2 separate regions of the Rattus norvegicus genome follow, and region 1 is linked to region 2. Evidence: chromatin contacts called from public Hi-C data. All regions are on one chromosome and are shown on one strand. The core of a region is the stretch at or near the end of the contact, and the rest is flanking DNA. Distances in the headings are between cores, read along the strand shown. Region 1 overlaps Mxi1 (MAX interactor 1, dimerization protein). Region 2 overlaps Add3 (adducin 3).

The links. Hi-C and Micro-C count contacts between places; a contact is called where the count stands out from the background.
Region 1: a contact with region 2 is called in a Hi-C map of Schwann cells, with 7 times the contacts expected there. The contact joins two enhancer-like sites. A contact is called at or near these places in 2 of 12 Hi-C or Micro-C datasets (Schwann cells and frontal cortex).

The regions. Positions count from the first base shown.
Region 1 is chr1:262,375,823-262,382,880 of GRCr8, forward strand. The region is part of intron 3 of Mxi1 (MAX interactor 1, dimerization protein); the gene reads left to right. Among named protein-coding and RNA genes, the nearest start is that of Smndc1, 27 kb to the right of the region's middle. Within about 2 kb of position 5,554, at least 56 of the 93 cell types and tissues checked have an H3K27ac peak or open chromatin away from gene starts, as enhancers often do.
Region 2 is chr1:262,158,960-262,165,247 of GRCr8, forward strand. The region is part of intron 1 of Add3 (adducin 3); the gene reads left to right. Among named protein-coding and RNA genes, the nearest start is that of Add3, 9.3 kb to the left of the region's middle. Within about 2 kb of position 2,967, at least 16 of the 93 cell types and tissues checked have an H3K27ac peak or open chromatin away from gene starts, as enhancers often do.

The sequences.
Region 1 (7,058 bases), core at 4,304-6,803, 220 kb after region 2:
GGATGCATTGATTCCTCCGCCTGCTTTTTTGATCATTTAATAAAACATGGGCCTCCTCCTACATTTATACACCCCTCAAAATGAGTGGTTACACCAACATATCTGGGAAGAGGGGCCGTTTTAAGTATACACGTTTCTGTTTTCATTTCCAGCTTCTAAGCAGTTAAATTATAAAGCAGTCTTCAAGGTTGTTTGTGCTGTGTAGGATCTCGGCTTTATTGGCATCAGTAACAGTTTCATTTCTCTGTCATCCCAATAGTAATCCGAAACAATGAAACACCTCCACCTGGCTCTAGATTGGAGCGGTGGGGGTGGGGGTGCGGGAGAGGTGGACACAAACTTGTGTGGAAGAGATTTGGTTCTTGTGTACATGTTGTGTATAAAAAGAAGACAGTGTATAATAAGCAGCAGCTTATCACTGTGTCTCCCATCTGACTTGCCAGCACGTAGGAAGTCTGTTTTGGTTTCAAAATGTACTTTACCCCATGGTTGCTGGCAGGGTACAATACTATTGACATCACTGTGTTTCAAATAGAAAATTAACAAGTAGCTACTGTTGTGATTGCAGATTGCTTTCCCAGTCCTTGTGAGAGAATGCTTTTTCCTTTGGACAGTAATACTTCTCAACCCCTTGGTACCATTAAATCAGCCAATGCGGGCTTGCCAGAAAAGGGATGAACACCAACAAAAAAAGGCTAAAGAATAGAAAACTGTTAATAAGGCAGAAATCTTTAATCTTTTTCCAAACTGATGTGAAAGATAATTAAAAAAAAATTCTCTCCCACCCAGGGCTAAGTTTTGACTGTAGTCCAGGCCCCGAGCTGATCTCCCCAGAGAGGAGTATCCTTTCCCGCCACCCAAATCCCTGGAGGGTTGCCAAAAGAAAATAAGCTATTTTGTATTTAGAACAAATTGCCACTGTTTTCTCCAGCAATGTAGCCCTATTTCCCAGACCTTGAAACCTGGAATACAGAAAGTTCTTGTGTGACTGGAGAAATATGCTGAATGAATGATGAAGCTAGTTTTTTGTTTTTGTTTAAAGGAAAGAAAAGGAAAAGAAAGCCAAAAACAACCCCAAAATCCTTATAAACAGATAAGAGGGGATGCGTGCATAGAAAGTAGACTTGGCTGGAAACCACGTGAGGGCCGCTTCTGTGGAGCCCTCTGGAGCTTCCTGGTTGGAGTTCCACTGAAGAGCATTTGCTTCTAGAACAAGATCTTAATGATTTTTTTTTTCCCAAGCGAGACAGGCTGTCTAAAGTGAAGCCTCGCAGGCATGGGGGTCACGTCTGTAAACTGAGCTGCTCCCTGATGGCAGAGAGGGTGAGTTTCAGGGCAGCATTGGCTGTTTTCCTTTAGAGATGAGTACAGAACATTAAAAAGAATAGAGTAACCATGTATGTGTTCTCCCCGCCTACCTTGTGAACCCTTGTAAAGATTAGATTATCTGGGCGTGACGACACACACCCACAGGCAGGTGGATCTCTGAGTTCGAGGCCAGCCTGGTTTGCATAGAGAATTCCAAGACAGCCAGTGCTATCGAACACAACATAACAAACAAAAGGCTGAAAAGGGGTCAGATTAAAGCTATCAGGTTTTATTATTGTTTTCTTCCTGCATCACCAAATACGAATTTCTAGGCTGTCCTCTTATGCCTGGGTTTCTGAATTATTTGTTTCCTGTTTTCTGCCTTCCTGCCGTTATAATGGCTACTGCTAGTTGGACTTAAACCTCTTTTAAACGTGTTTGTTTACGTCTTACCTGTTGAGTGCCTGGCGTGCACGAGTGTCTGTGCACCACATGTGTGCCTGGAGCCCGTGGAAAAGTGCTCTTCATGAGCCGTCTCTCCAGCCCTGGAACTTAAAATTTCAAAGTTAATGATTAATTTTCTACTTTCTAGAAGGTACAAAGTCAGAAACTTGAAATTGACCAAAAATAATGGACTTTAACAAATTTTAATTTCTAAATTTCATTTAACAATGCTGTGCTAGCCCATAATCATCATAAATACTTTGTTCAATGGTAAAGTTTTTAAAGTGTGTGTGTGTGTGTGTGTGTGTGTGTGTGTGTGTAAAGGAGGGAGAGGGAGAATGAATATGAATATATGAATGTGGGTGCCTATGGTAGTCAGAGGGGGACATTGGGTTCCCCTTGGAGCTGAGGTTACAGGCATCCATGAACTCCCCCATGTAGGTGCTGGTATCTGAACCCCTGGTCCTCTAATAGAGCAGTAAGCCCCCCCCCCCATTGCTGAGCACACCAGCCTGTCAGGAGAGCCATTCTTTTGTTTTCTTTCCAAGGCAGGGTTTCTCTGCCTCGACTGTCTGTCCTGACACTCACTCTAGACCAGGCTCACAGATCTGCCTGCCTCTGTCTCCTGAGTCCTGGGATTAAATGTGTGCACCACAGTGTGCGGCCATGAGTGCCATTCTTAAACCCTCCACTTTACTATTTAGTGAAAGAGACCGCAACCCTAATTAGGAGTTCAGCTGAAGCCTGTCAGTTTCTCATTTTCTGAGATCACACCATAATATATACTGCTGACTAGAATTGCAACAGATTCAGAATAATGCGGTGTCCAGGGTTCTGGCGTGCACAGATATTATCCTAGTATATGATTATACTGTTGAGAGACTCTCGAATTGATTATCAGATCAACTTTGGCAAGCCAGAGTGTTCCAGATGCATGTAAAAATAATTGTATTTCTTCTCCCTTCTATGTGCTCATTCTGTTGAATATTGGAAAAATTAAAATAATAAAGAGTACAAATTTAATCCCAACTAGAATATGATATGATTGGGGCTGGAAAGATGGCTTAGTGGTTAAGAGAACTTGCTGACCTTGCAGAGGACTGGTGTCTGATTTCCAGCGTTCTTGTGATCTACATGGTTTTTAACTCCAGACCCAGCGAATGCAGAGCCATCTTCTGGCCTCTGCGGGCGTTGCACACATAGTGGTGCACGTAAGGGCAGCATGCATAAGGGCAGCACACACACACAGGGTCTTCCTTTAAAAATACAACTATGTTGTATTTTTAAATAAATAGTATTAACAATCTGAAGGCATATGTAAGGAGGGTCGCATGAAGGACACAGTAGTGGGCTGAATTGGTAACAGTTGGCTAGGTGTGGTGGCACTCTTAAAACTGCAGTATTCAGGAGACGGTGGATCGAGAGGGGCCAGCCTGGTTTATATAGCAAGATTCCAAAGACAAAAGTGAGTGAAGTGCTCAGCATCCAGACCCTGGAGATAAGGGCGTTCTGTGGAATGGGCACAGGCAGAAGCAGTCTGGATGTGAATCATCTGTACGAGGGTGTGGATCATGGGATGTATGGCCGGGGAGGCGGGAAGCAGAGGGCAGAATTCCATCTTCAAAGGGGCAAAGATCACTCCAGGCAGCTTCACAGATCTTTCTAGAATGTAGCTCAGAGGTGTGACAGGGTGGGCAGCTGCTTACTGGGGGCCATTGTTTCTGACCCTCTGGCACTTGTTGTTCTTCCCACCTGAGAGTTGTAACATTGCAGCCTGCACAGAGTCTTTCTTGAAAAGAATACAAGTTTGTCACAATTAGTTGAGAACTCAGATGTCACTTCCTTTACATACAGATACACACTCACTCACACTCTCACACTCACACTGTCACACACTCTCTTACATGTTCACATGCTCTCACACTCACATATTCTCACTCACTCCCACATACACATTCACATATACACACGTACACACTCACACACTCACACAAACACTCACATACTCATGCACACACACACTCATATATACACACTCACTCATACACATATACACTCACACATACACACTCACACTCACACACACATTCTCTCACATATACTCACACACACACACTCACGCTCTCATACATATACACACTCATACACACACTCTCACACATATACACACTCACACTCACTCACATACACTCACACAGACTCTGTCACACATACACACTCTCACACATACACACTCACACTCACACACAAACACTCATTCTCTCACATATACTCACACATACACACACACTCACTCTCTCATACATATACACACTCATACACACTCATACACACATACTCTCACACATATACACACTCTCACTCTCACATACACTCACACAGACTCTGTCACACATACACTCACTTTCACACACTCACACTCTCACATATACACACTCCCACACACACTCTCACACATACACACTCTCACACACTCAGACACACACATACACACTCACATACACATAGACACCCTTTACCTTGTCTCTTTCTCATATCCTCTTGACCCTGCTCCCCTGCCCATTCTCGTCTATACTCCAAGTCTTGGGGATACATAATCTCAGCCATGAGTCAGAAAGGCCATCCTTAAGTCCAAAAACCCTACTTATCAGCTGGAACTGCTAGCAGTTTTCTGGAGGTCTTGAGATATTTAGTTTTCATTAATTAAACCTATTTTAATTGTATGTATGCGTGATTCCCCCTATGTGGGCATGTTCACGTAGATGCGGATACCCTGGAGTTCAAAGGTCAACATTAGGTCCCCGGAGCTCCTGTTACAGCGGTGGGGAGCAACGCAGCACGGTGCTAGAAATTGAACTCCGGTCCTCAGCAAGAGCATTTGCCCTCTAAGCCCCGAGGCATCTCTCCAGTGCCACAGCTTTTGTTTTATAAGCGCATTTTGTGTTATGTCTGTTTATTTGTATATAAAATATTTTTACAGATTAGTTTAAGGAAAATAATGACTTTTGAAAGACACCGTATCTAACCTCTCACTCTCTGAGACAAGTACCTCCAGGATGTACATTATCCTCCCCTCTGAACGTTAGATTTAGAGTGGTCTTTAAGGACTTCACAGTGGATATATTGGTGCCCTTAGTGTGTTGGGGGTAGGAGAACAGAAGAGTCATAAATTTGAGGCAAGCTTGGCTATATCGCAAGTCCCAGCGTACGTCGATGAGCCCTTTCCTGCCAGCACTGACATGTGTCAGGTGTGTGTGCCTGTGCCTACGACTTCACTACGACACTCATTCACGCTTCTGTGTGGTTACTTTACAACACTGACTGAGAAGACTGTGAAGTAAAAGTTGAAAGATATGAAGAGGGTCCCAGCCCCTCTGTGTTTATTTCTGTTGTCACCGAGCCCCATGGCTCCCAGAGTCAAGTCTCACAGTGGGAAAATTCCCCTTGCCAGGTTACTGCCGTGAGCTGCCGGGGAAGCACAGTTACCAGATACTAGTTGATAAGAGCAGCTTGTCTAGCTCCCTTGTTTGATAAACAGAACGAGGTGAACGGGATATGATCATATATGTTTTCATAAATAAAATTCATGAGCAGAAAGCCGTGTGCTTGATTTATCTGGATCCATTTCTAATGCCATGTTTTAAAGTAAGCAGACAGATTTTCGCCTATCTTTAGAGACTCTCAATACATTAAACTGCGTGGAAACTTGAGTGTATAGAATGTGTAGGGTAGCAGCTCACGGCTGTCATGTGCAGGAGCGCGGAGGGAGTGAGAACTGGCAGCTGGCCAGACTAGCTTGAAGAATGCGGCTCCTGGGAGAACTCCCAGCCTGTTGCGTAACAGCAGAGAGGAGAGGGCAAGCTTGTCCCTATCACTCCGCTTATTTTCCATTTTGATTTAGCTACTTGGCAAAGTCTTGGTGTCCCGGGGCGGGAGAATGAAGGGCCAGGCCTCCGAGGGCATCAGCCAGCACTGTTTGTGGGGCCAGGCGGGGCTGGACTTCTCATTGTTGGGCTGGGGGATCGGTTTCCAGAAGGACTTGAAAAGCACTGCCGTGGGAGCTTTGGTTTGGTTTCTACGCTTTTCTTTTTCTGAAAGGGAATTCTTCCCGCAACTGCATGTGCTCTTAGTTGATGCGTCTACCCTCCACAGCGCCCTGTTTTGTAGGAAGTGTCTTCCTTGCATGTTTTGTGATATCTGTTTGTCAGTGGAGCTCAGAGGGTTTCTTCAGGGAAAATGACCCCACCCGACCAACATAATGGCAGCACCACCTCCTCTTTCCCAGTTTGAAGATGTGGGCCATTTTGATAGGACTAGGAAGAGCTGTTGGCTAGGAATTGCTACTTGAAAGAGCTCATTTTAAGGTGGACTTGAAAGTGGCTTTGAGACTCAGAGTGCGTTTGTGTGTCTCCGTCCTTCAGCCTCATCTTAACAGGCGGGCGGGGTTTGCTTAGCGCTAGCCTCTTCCGCAGGATTTGTTTTCACGCTGACCTACCAGAGATGTTAACATATTATATTTGGAGCTAACCCAGTGTTACAGAGTATCCGTGTGTTAATAAAAGTTAAGTAACCGATAACCAGGAAGTTAACATTTAAAAAAAATTGCCAAGTCCAATTCCTTGACTTTAAAATGTGACGTGCGGGATCCTTATTCTGGGTATCAGTCCTTTGTAGAGACCTCGGAAAACGTCACTGTGTATTTGATCCTGTTTTCCTCAGTGAGTATGGATTTCAGATCAAACTAGACCTTTTGTGTCTCTTGTGGCCTGTGATTGGGCAACCCCCTAACAGGAGGTTTTTGAGCCACCGGTCACTAGAATGGAGGCAGGAAAAGACCAGATGGCAAAAGGCAGGCCAATCTGTGGTTACCAGCAGAGGCCTGGGGTGAAGGGGACAGAGGAGGTACAACAGCCACCCAGCTCTTCTAGGAAAGCAGGTGACTCGCCTCACACTGATAGTCAGGGTGCACCCGCCGCTCCTAGAAGGAAGTGGCATGTGCGTGCACGAGGAGTTTGGGACAGCACAGCCCTGTTGGTCAGCTGGCAGCTGCCACCAATCCTTTGCTGTGTTTCACTTTGAAACACAAAAACTGTAGGAAGTGATACTTAGCTTCCGCAGGGACACCTTAGTAAGTAAGGCGCCCTATTCACTGGTCATCATCCTTCATACAGAGACAGGCGTGTCCTCTGGGCGTGTGCTGCGCCTTGGAGTGTATTTATAATCACCCGCCTGAAGAAATGTTCACAGTGGCCGAGGAAAACCCCTTCCAGAATGTAATTTTGCCTTGCCTATCCATTTTGGGCATT
Region 2 (6,288 bases), core at 1,717-4,216:
AGGGACAGTGGACATACCTGATATTTCCCGTAACCAGCTGAAGGTAAAAATATAGTTGAGAAATGTAAGGCAGTAACGTAATGTCATTAAAACCAGTGTCTCAAGTGTGCGCATGTATATGTGTGTGTTGACAACTTATTTTACTTTTGTGTGCATGTGTGTTTTGAGTGTGCACACATGCTCTGAATCAGGGTTTGGGTGCACATACATGTGTGTGGAGATCAGAGGGCAACCTTGGATGTCATTTCTCAGGAGCTATCCACCTTGTTTTGTTTGTTTTTTCTTTCTTTCTTGAGTGTTTGTTTTGAGCCAAGCCTCAGTGTGTAGCCCTGGCTAGAACTTCCTAAGTTGATTAGGCTGATCAGAGATTGGACAGTCCTTTGCCTCTTAAGTGCTGAATGTAAAGGTATGTGCTGCCATACCTGGCCTCATCTTGTTCTGTGACCATCTCTGACTGAGACTTGAGGCTGCTCGCCTTTAGTTAAGCTGGCTGGCCACCAGCCTAGGTCACAATCTTTCACCACCATGCCAGCACTGTGATTCCAGGCACATGGCTTCATTCTTGGCTTTTTCTTTTTCAATTTACTTTTTAAAATCACACATATTTGCTTGTATGCACTGGTGCAGTCATGCACATTGTGTCATGGAGTATGATGTGGAAATCAGAGGGCAGCTCGAGGTTGTTAGCCTTCTCTTTCCACCGCATGGGTCCCCACCAGGGATCAATCTCCCGTTGCCAGGCTTGGAGGCAGGTGCCCTTACCCACTGAGTCCTCTTGCTGGCTTCTTACGCAGTGCTAAGGATCAAACTCAGGTTCTTATGCTTGATGGCAGACACTTTACTCAGTGATCTCCTTAGCCCCTACATAATAATTATAATTATTACATTATGCATTAAGGCAGGTAGCTATCAAGCATTGAATCACAAACAGAACTTACTTCTGCGTAATATGCATAAACTCATTTTATTATTTTAGCCATCCCTTTGAGATTTAGTTTGTGATATTTTATTATATGTCTCTCACTAAGAACTGTCCTTAGGTGAAAGTGGAAAGGGACCCAGAGATCTGAGTCAGCCCTTTGAGCTCAACTTTCAAGGCTCGCACTTAGAGTGACTGGTCACCTGCTATTAAGCTTTCCAGCTGACGTAAGCTTTAAACTGATATTTCTGAGATCTTGGGGATTTGGTTATGTCTTTTATTTGTCATTGTCCCCAGTATTAGTGTGGCATTCTCCCACAGTAGGTCCACTCATTCTGTGCAAGGATAGCATTTCTTTCTTTCTCTCCCACACAGCACTCTCATCTTTTGTTCTGTTGGAATGACGGGGGATATAGTTACTTGATATGCCATAGAACTCCCCACACTATAGAACGTTGAAAACACTACTTACAATTCTCTGGAAATGAGCCCACCAACTGTTAGCTGCACAACTTTTCTGCTTTCACTTTCTATGTGGAAAAGGACACTAGGGTCAGTCTTGTAAGAGCTGAGGAGGTATCTGGAAGACATTAGTGGAGTTGTGATTGGGCATTAGACCTTGATACCTGGGACTTCACTGCTGCTTATGGGTCTGGGATAGATGCTGGTAGAAAGGGAAGGAGCTGGCCATGATGTCAGCACACTGCTTTTCTGCCACAGTCTCTTTCCTTTTCTTAAGCATGGACTAGTGTGTTGCCCCATCTTGCCATTTGCTTCTAACTTTTATTGTCAGGATAACATTCATTCTCTCTCCTGGGAAAGCTGGCTCTTTTCTCAGGTTGATTCCTGTGTCACTGCTGAAAATTCACTTTTTGGAAGAGAAGATACTGGAAGGAGTTTCTCCCATTTCCACAGTTGACTTGCTTTTTAAGATCTCTGAAGACAGAAGTGGGAAAACCACACACCCACATGTGTGTACACAGCACGTTCACATACCTGTGGGCCCCAGGGATCTTCTCCTCTCCATCTTCTGGGGCTGGGGGTGTAAGTTTGCACCCCCAGGGTACCTTTCCTCTGCATACTGGGGATTGAGCTCAGACCCTCTGCTCTGTAGCAGCTTTGCCTATTGCACCATCCTAGCCCAGGGGTCATTCTTTTGTTTTAATGGTCCTTACTATTTTATGTATACGAGTGACACATCTGTGCACCACATCTGGCACCCTAGGAAGTGGTAAGCCCTCATGTGGGTGCTGGGAATTAAACCACTGAGCCAACTCTCCGGCCCCAGCCATTCTTGAGTAGAGTAACATACATATCAGCAGTGAATGAGAAGTCCTCATTGCTTTAAACACATTATTTTTATAAAGCTAGATCTGCCATGGTTTTGTGTCAGAGTGTTTGATCTATTTAAGTAGATACTGAAACTTGTTTTCTTTCTTTTAAAAAGATGATTTATTTCTTTTCTGTGCATTGGTGTTTTGCTGGCATGTGTATCTGTGGGAGGATGTTGGATCCCCTGGGAGTGCAGTTACAGACAGTTGTGAGTTGCCATGTGGGTGCTGAATTGAATCCAGGTCCCCTGGAAGAGCAGCCAGTGCTCTTAGGAGTCATCTTTCTCCAGTCCTCACAGCCCCTCCAGCTTATTTCCAATTAGTGCTGAAACTAGTGTATGTGTCCTGATGAAAGGTGATGAGGATGGCATCATAGTTCTCCAAACACTCTGCAACCATTAGTTGTTTCCCTAATGAAAAATGCATCCCAGACAAGGACATAGTCAGCAGCATGTGAATATTGTCATGGTTATCACGAAATGCCATGAGGGGGCATTTTATGCCTGAATAAGAAACTTATTCTTGCTTGCCAGGGTAAAGGCTCTGAGAAACTGGTTACTTGGCAGTCAGTTGAGTTACTGGTTACATGGCGGTCAGTGAGTTACTGGTTACATGTTGCATTTGATGTATGTAATAATCTCAGCTTCTCTGGGCTTTTTCACAGGCAAGGACCCAAACACCAGGCTTTTCAGAGGGTAGGAAGTACCCGTGGGCTATTTTAAGGTTTCTGGTTTGAGCCATCTGCTTTGATGAAAGCATTCCTGGAGGAATTTGATTATCAGTTGAGTACTTTGAAGGAGTCCCTGCTCTGCGTCTGTCACACCTGACTGTCACAACAGGACTTCCTAGAGCCCCAAAGAGAAGAGTGCCATCTACTGAATGGCCAGCATCAGGTTGAGCAGTGTCTAAGTTTTCCTCCAGACTCAGGCAGTTTCTGAGGAACCAGGCCTTGACTCATTGGGAGGATCTGAAAGGCTCTTAGAGTGGAGCTGTTGCCTGCCCAACTTTAATTACAATTCCCAGCAGGAGGCCGGACTGACTGCCCTGAAGAGCCAGTTCAGCACCGGTCGGAGTGCCTGGCAAAGGAGAAACCTTAAGAAGTTGTTGGATTGATATTAAAAACAGTCAGGCCATGATGAAATTAATAAACTAGGTGGTAAACAAAATTGTTTTGAGGTATTTTTATCCCTAGGTCTGGTTATTGATGGCCCCAGCAAACAGGAATGAACTTTCCCCTCCTTGTGCTTTTTCTCTTGTCTCACTGAGTGGACACTGATTCATAGTGGGCTTGCTTTTGTTTTTGATGTATCCTAGCTATCTTCTAGGTTTTGGTTTTGTTTTCCTGTCTTCCTAAAACTGTAGAAGCAGGAGTAGATACAGCTGGAGTTAGTAAAAACTGTTAGAGGTCAGTAGAGGCCACTGGAACAAACCTGTCATAGCCAGATGAGAAGAAACTTCGGCAGGAAGAACTGAAAAGAGAAATTGTTACTCTAAGGCTCCCCTTGGCGGTTCCACATTCGTTATATAACTAATTGTTACTGTGCGAATGCCCTTGATTGTTGTACGTTCGTTACATAACTAATTAGGTAGCCATTCTTATTAGCCCTTAGTAAGAATGCCAGAGTCATGTTAAAGTATTGCATTTGTCTGCTTTAGTGAGACTTTCAGATGAGCACACAGTCAGGAGTTTATTCTAATGATTCAAAGTTATTTCTAAGTACCGTGCTGGGATGTTCACAGGTTTATGCATTTCCTTGTTGATGACTGCACAGAAGGTTTGAACCAAGATTAGAATATTTTTATCTTCGTTGTAAATTATTTTCTTTTAGATGGGTGAGCAGATGGGTAAATAGGATTGAAATTTCACTAGACTAAAGAAATATTCATGACAGATTTTTTAAGTATTCAATATTTGCTTTTTCTGTATTGTTTGTTTGTTCCTTTTGTTTTCTATTAGTTCAAGCCAGCATGAGGAGTTTATGTACCATAAAGTAAGTTATTTCCCATGCTGTAGCCATTGTTCCTAAAATATATGGCTTCCTGGGTAGGTGGGTGAGTTAACCTTACAGGTCTCTCCTGGCTCAGTTATGGTGGGGAACAGAGAGATGTTTGTTAGTTGTTTTTATTTTTATGTATCATTCATTCTAGTTGTTAGGGTGTGTGTGTGTGTGTGTGTGTGTGTGTGTGTGTGTGTGTGTGTGTGTGCATCTGTCCATCCATCTGTGTGATACGGTGGTTGCCGATGGGAGCACTGGAAGTTGCATTGGGGTCCTCTGTAACAACAGCGTTGTCCTCTTAGATGCTGAGCTGTCTCTCCAGCTCCGTGTTTTACCTAAATAGTTTTAAATGGTAGGACTTGCTGTGTGGGGCCCTGATAGCCCATACGATAGCCCACGTCCATAGCACAACAGAATCCAACCACGTACCCCTCAGATCCTGAGGGAAACCTCAACGTCATGTGCACACCAAGTGTGCTCTATACTCCACGAAGCATGATGTATCGTGCACATCTATAGCAGTACTTTATTGAATTCATGGAGCCATTCAATTAAGAGATTTATAATTGTGTGTGTGGTGCCTCACACCTGGAACACCAGCACTTGGGTAGTTGAGATTTTGAAAGAGGAGAATTGTGACCAGTTCAAGAATACCCTGGTCTACGTCTATAGTTACTGGCTACAACATAGGCTCCTGTTTCAAAACAAAACAAAACAAAACAAATGGACAAATGACTTGCTTACTCTTGTGTACTGTTCTTATTTACGTTATATAATTTACCCTTAATAGATGTCCTTATTAGAAAGCTAAAGGTCATTGTTTTGATATAACTAAAAGCTTCCTTTTTTAAAAAAAAATTCTATTTATGTGTTTGTGTGTGGATTTGTGCATGTCCATGTAGTACCTACAGATGCCAGATCCTATGGATGTCAGATCCTCTGGAGCTGAAATTATAGGCAGTTTTGAGCTGTCTTATGTGGGCTCTGGGAACTGAACCCAGGTCCTCTGCAAGATCAGTACATACTTTGAACCACTGAGCTGTTTGTCCAGCTCCTAATGGAAAGTTTCTGACCCGTAGTTCAGCAACAGCCAGCAAACATTTGTTTTCATAGTAAGGAGATGACACTCATCCAGTCCCTACGAATCCCATAGATTATGAAGAGCATAGTTCCTCAGGGTCTCACTCTGCCTTTAGAGCTAGGAAAGGTCAGCAGTACAAAGACATTAATTGCCAGTATGTGTTGAATGTCAGATGACAGGCTCAGAATACAGATTCCGTAGAAAAAAATACTGCATGGAGTATTTAGACAGAGGGAAAAGAGTAGGTCTAAAGGGAAGGTAGGATTTTACTAGTTTGAAAGGACAGAAAGAATGTGTGGGGGCTGGAGGGATGGCTCAGCAGTTAAGGGCACTGACTGCTCTTCCAGAGGTTCTGAGTTCAATTCCCAGCAACCACATGGTGGCTCACAGCCATCTGTAATGGTATCTGATGCCCTCTTCTGGTGTGTCTGAAGACAGCGACAGTTACTCACATACACAAAATAAATAAACAAAACCTTAAATATATATATATAAAAAAAAGAATGTGCGGAAGAGATTTCTGTCCGTGATGTGGTTTTTCTATAGCATGATGGAGGTTATTTTGGGGAGTGGCTCACAGGCTCTTCTTTTCATTATTTGTTCTAGAATGTTTCAGTTGTGAATTCGGACTTGGTCATGCTTACAGTTTACTCCTTGTAAAAGAATATGACTGACGAAGGCACATTTGGTGTCCTTGTGTGTTAAAATATGAAGAGTTGTGGTACATCCTCTTAAGAGGCTCGAGATGCTTGTCAGTGCAAAGAACACGAACCTCTCTGATTAGTGGTTTGGGTTACAAAGTAGCTAAGACACCTCTGGTGGTATGGTGTGGAGATCCCGGGAATGGGTTTCATAGAAGGCACATGCCATGCACGTCCTTGTCCGCGAATGTCTGTGTCAGCTCAGAGGGTAGATCGCATCACTCTAGGGGCGTGTTACCTCTGGAGTTTGAATTCTTCT